Linked DNA regions of Mus musculus: region 2 is linked to region 1. The links are chromatin contacts, called in public HiChIP or PLAC-seq maps. All regions are on one chromosome and are shown on one strand. The core of a region is the stretch at or near the end of the contact, and the rest is flanking DNA. Distances in the headings are between cores, read along the strand shown. Region 1 holds the start of Numa1 (nuclear mitotic apparatus protein 1). Region 2 overlaps Rnf121 (ring finger protein 121).

Region 1 (3,782 bases), core at 49-2,548:
TGGTGGCTCACATCTGTAATGGGATCCAGTGCCCTCTTCTGGTGTGTCTGAAGACAGTGACAGTGTATTCACATAAATAATAAGTCTTTTTAAAAAAGTCATCTTAAAGTTGAGTGGTAATTTACCTGCTTCATAAAGAGGTGTTGAAGCCTAATGAAATGATGCCCAATAGGTCAGTAGGATGGTTTGAGGCATGTTAGTAGGTTCTTAGTAAGCATTAGCTACTATCTATTATATCCTGTTTCTTCTTCAGACCCCCATCTCCTCCTCACATGTGATTCACATATGCCATGTACTTTCTTCCCGGTACAGTTGCTCCTCCTAGTTTTGTCTTGTTTGAGATAGGCTGTTACTCTGCCTTGGCTGGGCTGGAACTCTAGTAGTGAGTGGATCAGGCTGGCCTTCTGCTCCAACCTCCCACTTGCCAGGACTGTAAGCACACAGCACCATGGTGGCTTTGAGTCTCCTGCTTTTTGTCAGCTTCTTTCTCCTCAATGCTTCTCATTCCTCTTTTAACTATTCTCTACCATCCGTGTCCTCAACACCTTCCTATCTATTGGGTAGCCTCCTAGCTCACCTTGCTGCCAGAGAACCATTTTGTCAGGTTAATCTGGCTCATACCACAGCTCTCTGTTAAAACCATCCCAGATCCTTTATTTGAATCCTTGAAGTTCAAGATTTCCCAATTCTGACCTCAGTTCACCTTTGACACCTGGTCTCTCACTGCTACCACACCTTTCTGCTTTCTTCTCCCTTTCCCGAGAGGAAAAATTTGATTTTGTGCTTGAAGATCCAGATTAAAATATTACTTCAGTTTTCTAATCCTTCCCTCATCTAAACTGGTTAGTTTCCTTACATCTTTTATATGAGTTAACATGTACCATCTTGGGATAAAACTTGTAGTCACTTCTGATCTGTGGAATTGTAACCCTAGCTCAGACGTTGGGTATAATTCTTGTATGGGTATTAACAATATTTAATAGCAATACATTACACATACTTCATTAAATGTTTCTAGTTGTAAAGTGAGGGAATTCCTTTAACTATCCCAGGAGGTGTCCAGTGGGTGGCAACGCTGTCGAGATCTTGTCTGAGTGTGACATTTCTTTTAGTCATATAGTTGCAGCAGACTCTGAGGATGATGAGTCCCTGTGCCTGTTGAGGGCTCTAGCCAGCGCCTGCCATACTCAGAACTGTGCCTTGGCCCCTCGGCCCCTCCCCACAAATGCCCACAGGAACAGCGGATTAGGTTCTGGCAGCACAGCTGGGATTTTGGCGGCCATTCCAGTCAACAATAGCGCAGCTATCGGGACAGAAGAGCGAGGCCTACGCTCCGCGGCTAGAAACTGCCTGGGCCGCTCGTTTGGGTGGAGGAGTGGGAGGAGCAGGCACACAGCATGGCATCTTGGCCTTGCTACGCAGAAGGTAGGGGCTGAAGAGATTCCCTGCGGAGAACAGGCTAGGGTGGCCAAGTCCTAGGGCGGGCAGGCGGGCGGGCAGGCAGGGCGCTCTGAGGAGGCCTGCGCTTTGTGTGGCGGGGAGCCGGCGGGCGGCCGTGCGCCTGCAGACACGCCCCCCTCGCCGCGCCGCAGGAAGCTGCCCCTGTACAAGGCCTGCGCCGTGCGGCTCCCCTGCGCTCGGCTCCCAGGCTTCCTCTGCGCCGGGCGCCTTTCCCGCCAGGGGCTGGCCGTGGGTTCGGCGGCTCTGGGCCTGCCCGATAGGGCTGGTCTCGGAGGTGGACAGGCCGTCACTGCTACTGCCTTAAGCCCTGCTGGAAAGCAGCGAAGGGGGAGTGTCCTGGCCATCTCAGGTTGGTGAGGCCGGCCACCGCGGGTGCGTTTTTGTGTGTTTACGCCACAGCCTCCAGCCCTTGCTGCGCGTGCTCTCCCTTCAGCAATGGAGCCTGCGGGCTTGCGCCCTAGCCACTCTCCCCGCCCCCGCACGTCCTGCTCAGTTTTTAGGGCACGGGCAGGCTTCACCTGGGTCCTCCTGGTAGGCGTCGTCCCCCCCCCGTCCCCCCCCCCCGAGCTCTTGGCTTCGCTGTTGCTCCCAGACCGCGCGGAAGCTCGCTGTGCCTTTAAAGAAAGCAGACTCCTGGCTGTGACGCACTTCTGGCTGTCAGCCAGGAAGATTGCTTCTGCCTGGCCGACTGAGAAGAAACCCAACAACTTTTCTTTTGTGTGTGGGGTTACTTTCCACTGCCCCCCCCTACCCCTGTCCTTTCAAGATTTAAATGCTAATGGCGGATTAAAACCTGTAGATACGTTTGGCTTTAGGAGTCCGGTAAGGCCCCCAGCACTAAGACTTTTTCTCCCTCACTCTTTCTCGGGTTAGTTTTGTTTTGTTTTGTTTTTTCAAAAAAATGGACGAGAGGGTGGGGTGGTTCATCCCCCTCACCTCCCTTTGCTGCGCCATCCTTAGAGGGGAGGGAGAGGAAAGGGAGAGCAAGTAAACACTGAGAAACAGGCGCTGGCCCTGCGCAGAGCTTGCCAACATCCGGGAGTTGGCGCCTTTCTTTCCCCTCATAGATGTCAGCGTGTTTTTGTTTGGAGGGAGTAATGTGTGCGCCTGTCCTAGAGCTATAGAGACGGCCCAGTAGAGGGCTTCCCTGTTTCCTTGTGTGGTCCTAGATGTTTTTGCGGTGTTGGACAATGAAAACGTGTCTTTTTTTATTTTTTATTTTTGTCAGCTGCCAGGGATCTGAGTGTGTGAATGTAGTGGTTGGGGATAGGTGCTGATGAACTGCCCCAGAGGGCTGTGTATGTGCGCTTGCGCAGGCACTTCACACAGTATCTGCCTGTAGGCCGCAGTCTAGTTCATGATTGCAACTTTTCTGCTAACATTTTTCCGATCATGACCTTACGAATATGGGGGAAAGGACTAGGTGTCAGTACTGTTAGCTCTGATTAAGCCCGGCAATGTGAAAATAGACTGACCTCAACAGAAGCAGATTGTCCTTTAATTAGAACAATGAAGGGCAGCAGGCTCTCTGGGGAGTGGAGGCTGAAGAGATACAAAGGGCTTGGGGTTTTATAGGGCAGAAAAGGGAACTTTTGAAGGTTGGCGATTGCATCTGCAGATCTGTACTCTGCAGTCTCAAAACTGTAAATACTCAAGGGTTGGTGTTTGGACTTTCTTGTCAGGAGCGTCCCTGTTCCTAGGTGTTATGGGCCTACTTACTTCTGGGGGCTTCTCAGTCCTCCTGAGGCTTTTAGGTCATTAAAAAACTCTTTGCCTCCTCCTCTTTCCCCTTTTTCTCCTCTTGATTATGTGGCCTTACCTGCCCTAGAACTCAGAGCCATCTTCCTGCCTCAGCCTTTCAAAGTGCTCTAGAGGTGGGAGTCACCAAGGACGATTTTTTTTTTAAAGAAACAACGGAATGTGGGGTTTTCCTGAAGTCTTTTCATTCCTTTCCAGATTCTCAGGACTCTGAGTCAGAAATCTAGGTTACAAAGAGAGTGGTGTATGTGCAGAGGGAGAGGCCTGAGCTGAAAGTTAGTGCCTTAGAGCAAGTAGAGAATTCATCCAGTAACTTCATTTGCTTTTGATTGCAGAAATGCTGAGAAACAATTGACTTGTCCACACAGCCTACTCAGGGCTTTCCCCCATAATAGAGAAAAGATAATGCTTTTCTTGGCCTTTTTTCCCCCTTTTTTTCTTTTGGTATGAATGGTGGTGGTGCACATCTTTAATCTCAGCACTTGGGGGGCAGAAGCAGGCAGATCTCTGAATTGGAGCCCAGTCTGGTCTACAGAGCAAGTTCTAGGATAGTCAGGTTTACA
Region 2 (3,759 bases), core at 673-3,172, 73 kb after region 1:
GAGGCGTCTTATTAATCTAAAGCTAGAATTTTCTGGTCTGGGATGTATAAGAAGGATAGCTGAGCTGGGCCTAGCACATATCTTTAATCCCAACACTCTGCAGGCAGAGGCAGAGGCATCTCTAGGAGTTTGAGGCTAGCCTGTCTAAACACATATGTAAGACCTTATCTAAGCACATATATTTTACAATGAAATGAAAATGTACCTACCTAATAGCTTTAATATGTTGCAGTTAATCCTAAACTCTATGAAAACCAGACATAGCCTTATCTTATTCCCCATGCCAAAGCTCCAAATATTTCCTGTTTCTATAACCATTTTCCTGTGCCATTTCAGCTCAACAGTCCTACCTACCTACCTACCTACCTACCTACCTACCTTCCTTCCTTCCTTCCTTCCTCTTTTGCTCTCGCTCTTGTTCTCCTTCCTTTTTCATTTTTTTCCTCCTTTTCTTTTTAGTCCAGGCTAGCCTCAATCTCATGGAGACCTCTGCCTCCAGATTCCTGAGATTAAAGGTATGCAACACCATTCCCATCTGGTCCTAAAATGGTATGAACAAGGCTGGAGAGAAAGCTCAGCAGTTAAGAGCACAGAGGTCCTGAGTTCAATTCCCAGCATCCACATGGTAGCTTAAAACCATCTATAATGGGATCTGATGCCCTCTCCTGGTGTCTGAAGACTCATACACATAAATAAATCAATTAAAAAAAAATGATGTGAGCACCATTAATCTTGGCTGCATTCTTCTATACATGATCTAATAAAAAAATCTTCAGAATAAGCCCCTTCTCCCTGGCGGTTAGTGCTGAGAGTGCAAAGTGTGTGCTCCGGGCTTGGAACACACATTATTATTTAAAAAATTTAAAAAAAAAATCTAAAAAATCCTTTGAAAAAACCAAAAAAAAAAAAAAAAAAATTTACAAAATATCCACGTCTCCCCCGTCGGAGACATTTTTTTTCTTCCTTGGATTATAAAATTCTTGCTTTAATAAAAATTCCTTAAACAGTAAAAATAAAAAATAAAAAAAATCTTCAGAATAAATAGTACTTAAAACATTTGTGTCTCCAATATAGCAGAAGACAGTCACATTGTCACCTTCCTTAGCAGAAAGGCATATATGACGCAGCATGACATGTCATTCAAAATCACTCTAGATTTATCATTTGAATTGGTATTCCTGCCAGTCTATAAATAATTGATCATCTTAAGCTCAATTAAGGGTTTTTCCGACTAAGTTGTACCTGATTTCAGCTCAATTGTTAACCTCTTTTTGAAGTCTGTGAAGTAAGCACCCTGAAAAGTAAGCACCCTGAGAGAAGTCATGAAAATAAAATAGTTGCTGATCAAAAAATAAGTAGCATCAGAGCTGAAATCAGAAGATACATCTCAATCACCTTTTCCAAGCCAGAACTGTACACAGGTGATGATGATGATGATGATGGTGATGATGATGATGGTGATGATGATGATGATCATCGTCTTCAAAGCAAGTACACGGGAAGCTTACCAGTGCAAGGCATGGTTCTAAGAACTTGACAGACATTAACCCTCATACCTCTAAGTGTCCGTACCTGTTAGGTATGGATATTGTTATGACTCTCAGTTTACAAATGGGGTGAACTCTCAGGCCTGGTCTTACCAGCCTATATTCCAGCTCCTTCTGAGGCTAGGGCAGAAGGATGGCAAGTCCTAGGCCTGTCTAGGCTATACAGTAAATTCAAGGTTAGCTTGGGCAACTTGGTCAGATTCTGTTTCAAAATAAAAAGGAAAAAGAGGGCTGGGAGTACAGCTGAGTGGTAGACTACTTGTTTAATATGTTTAAGGCCTGGCTCCAATCCTTGTTATAGAAAAAAGGGGTAGTAATAAACGTGGCAGTGGGAAGTTAAATAAATTACCCCACATCACATGACTAGTAAATGGCAAAACTGGTTTCACCACAGGAGGATGCTTAGTGCAAATGCCTACTTACTCTAGGACTGAGTGAGCTGCTCAGAAGTGACCCAGATACTTGGAAAGATTCCCAAAGACCTGTCCAACTGGTCACAAGACGATGCATTCCATACACAGAGAAGAAAAAGAGTAGTTATGCAATTAGCTGGGTGAGCCAAACTGTCACACTTACCTCCACTGCTCCTCTGGGGAGAGGTCTGACATATCAACCTGTAGAAAGACACCACCAGAAAAATCTGTCAATGACTTATAACTGTCCCCACCCTAAATAAGGGGCTCAAAAACATTCATCAATATTTTCAAGGACTCAAAAGAGGAGGCTTCATATCTCTAACTCTAGGAAGCCTTTCTCACCACTACTTCACACCAGTGTCTCCCTTCTTTAGGTACTAGTTTGGTTCAGGTTTTACTACTAAATGAATGTTGCATGGCTGAGCTATTCAATCAAAGAGTGGGACTCCTAACTCCCAAGATGCTCACAGTGTGATGCATTATTATATGGTAAGGGTAAGCTATGGAAGAATGGACAAATGGGTTTTAACCCAAATTGGGCTGTTATAAACCAGGGGAGTTTTCTTGGAATGATTGTGAAATATTATCCAGAAATAAGAGCAATGTTCTTATCAAAGGAAATTACATGAACAGGAAGGAGGGTAAAACTGTACAGTGCACAAAGAGTTAAGTATGACTAGGGCAAAATATGAGTCAGAATTAGTAAAAGATGAAGCCATGTGAAATACTGTCATATACTGCCATATGAATAAACACATAAAAGCAAGCAGAACATTAGACTAGGCCAAAATCATCTTTGGCTCCTGTTTTGCTACTGACCTTAGAAGTGTATGGCCTTCTAAACTCAAAGTTCTGGTTCTACCTAGGGTCTCTCAAACTTGGCACTACTGATATTTGGGGGCTCTGTTTATTTTCTGGGAGGAGTGTGTCCTGCATATGATCAGTAGCACCCAAAAAGAATATCTACAGACACTGTAAAATTTAGGGAACAAAAGTTGCCACTGTCAAAAACCTCTGTTCCAGAATATTAGTATAGCCTTGGTGCCAGAGTGTATCTTCTGCTTCTTTGGAGCCATATAACGCCATGCCAAAATTCCAGTACTTAGGCCAAACAACATAGTTTTATAGCAAATTGGGCAGGAAATGTTCCTTGACAGCAAAGGAGACAGGGGCTTAGAAACATAATTTAGCATTTTGAATACCTCCCACAGTTTTGGACTGGCCTAGTACACCTTTCCCACATACTGGGAAAATGCCTCAGAGCCAATATACACTTTATACTGCTTTTGTGTCCTTTAAAGAGAACACAGAACTAAGCAGTCAATAAATATTTAAGAAATTGAGAAAAAGCCTCTCCCATAATGTAAGTATGTTAAAAACAAAACAAAACAAAAAACAAAACAGTACACCACTTGGACATACTGAAACAAGAGAGTATACAAACACTTGAAAATGCCATGTAAGTATCAAGAAAGCATCTAGAAAAATCTATTTAAAAACTTTATGTGAATCTCACTCACAAGAGGAAGTAAAATAGACGTCGGAGATGAATGGAGGGAGGAAGCTGGGTAGGAGAGGAGGTGAAGAGGGGAATAGGAATGGAGATCAGGTGGGGGTGGGTGAGAGAGAGTTGGGAGAGAGAACAGAAAGTGGTGGGGGACATCTCTGAGACAGGAGAAGCTCACAGGAGTCTGTGAGTGTGACCCTAGCTGATGGGAGACCAAAGTGGCCACCTCCTGGAGCCAGGTGGGATTTCCAGTAGAGGGAGGGAGACATCAACTCACCCACAAAAACTT

Evidence for each region. HiChIP or PLAC-seq counts read pairs in DNA pulled down with a chosen protein or histone mark.
Region 2: an H3K4me3 HiChIP or PLAC-seq map of bone marrow-derived macrophages shows a contact between it and region 1, with 2.1 times the contacts expected there. The contact joins the enhancer-like site here to the promoter of Numa1 in region 1. A contact is called at or near these places in 1 of 39 promoter capture datasets (macrophages), 1 of 15 datasets of contacts at CTCF or cohesin (CD8 T cells), 3 of 115 datasets of contacts at active chromatin or transcription factors (the HPC-7 cell line, bone marrow-derived macrophages and embryonic stem cells) and 3 of 9 other capture datasets (adipose tissue, liver and pancreatic islet).

What each region holds. Positions count from the first base shown.
Region 1 is chr7:101,968,545-101,972,326 of GRCm38.p6, forward strand. Numa1 (nuclear mitotic apparatus protein 1) reads left to right here and starts at 1,299. Exons shown (of 25, transcript NM_133947.3): 1 at 1,299-1,425.
Region 2 is chr7:102,040,504-102,044,262 of GRCm38.p6, forward strand. It overlaps Rnf121 (ring finger protein 121), which reads right to left. Exons shown (of 9, transcript NM_029211.3): 2 at 2,124-2,161. Among named protein-coding and RNA genes, the nearest start is that of Rnf121, 23 kb to the right of the region's middle. Within about 2 kb of position 1,923, at least 14 of the 459 cell types and tissues checked have an H3K27ac peak or open chromatin away from gene starts, as enhancers often do. A contact at or near this core is called in bone marrow-derived macrophages, where this site is marked.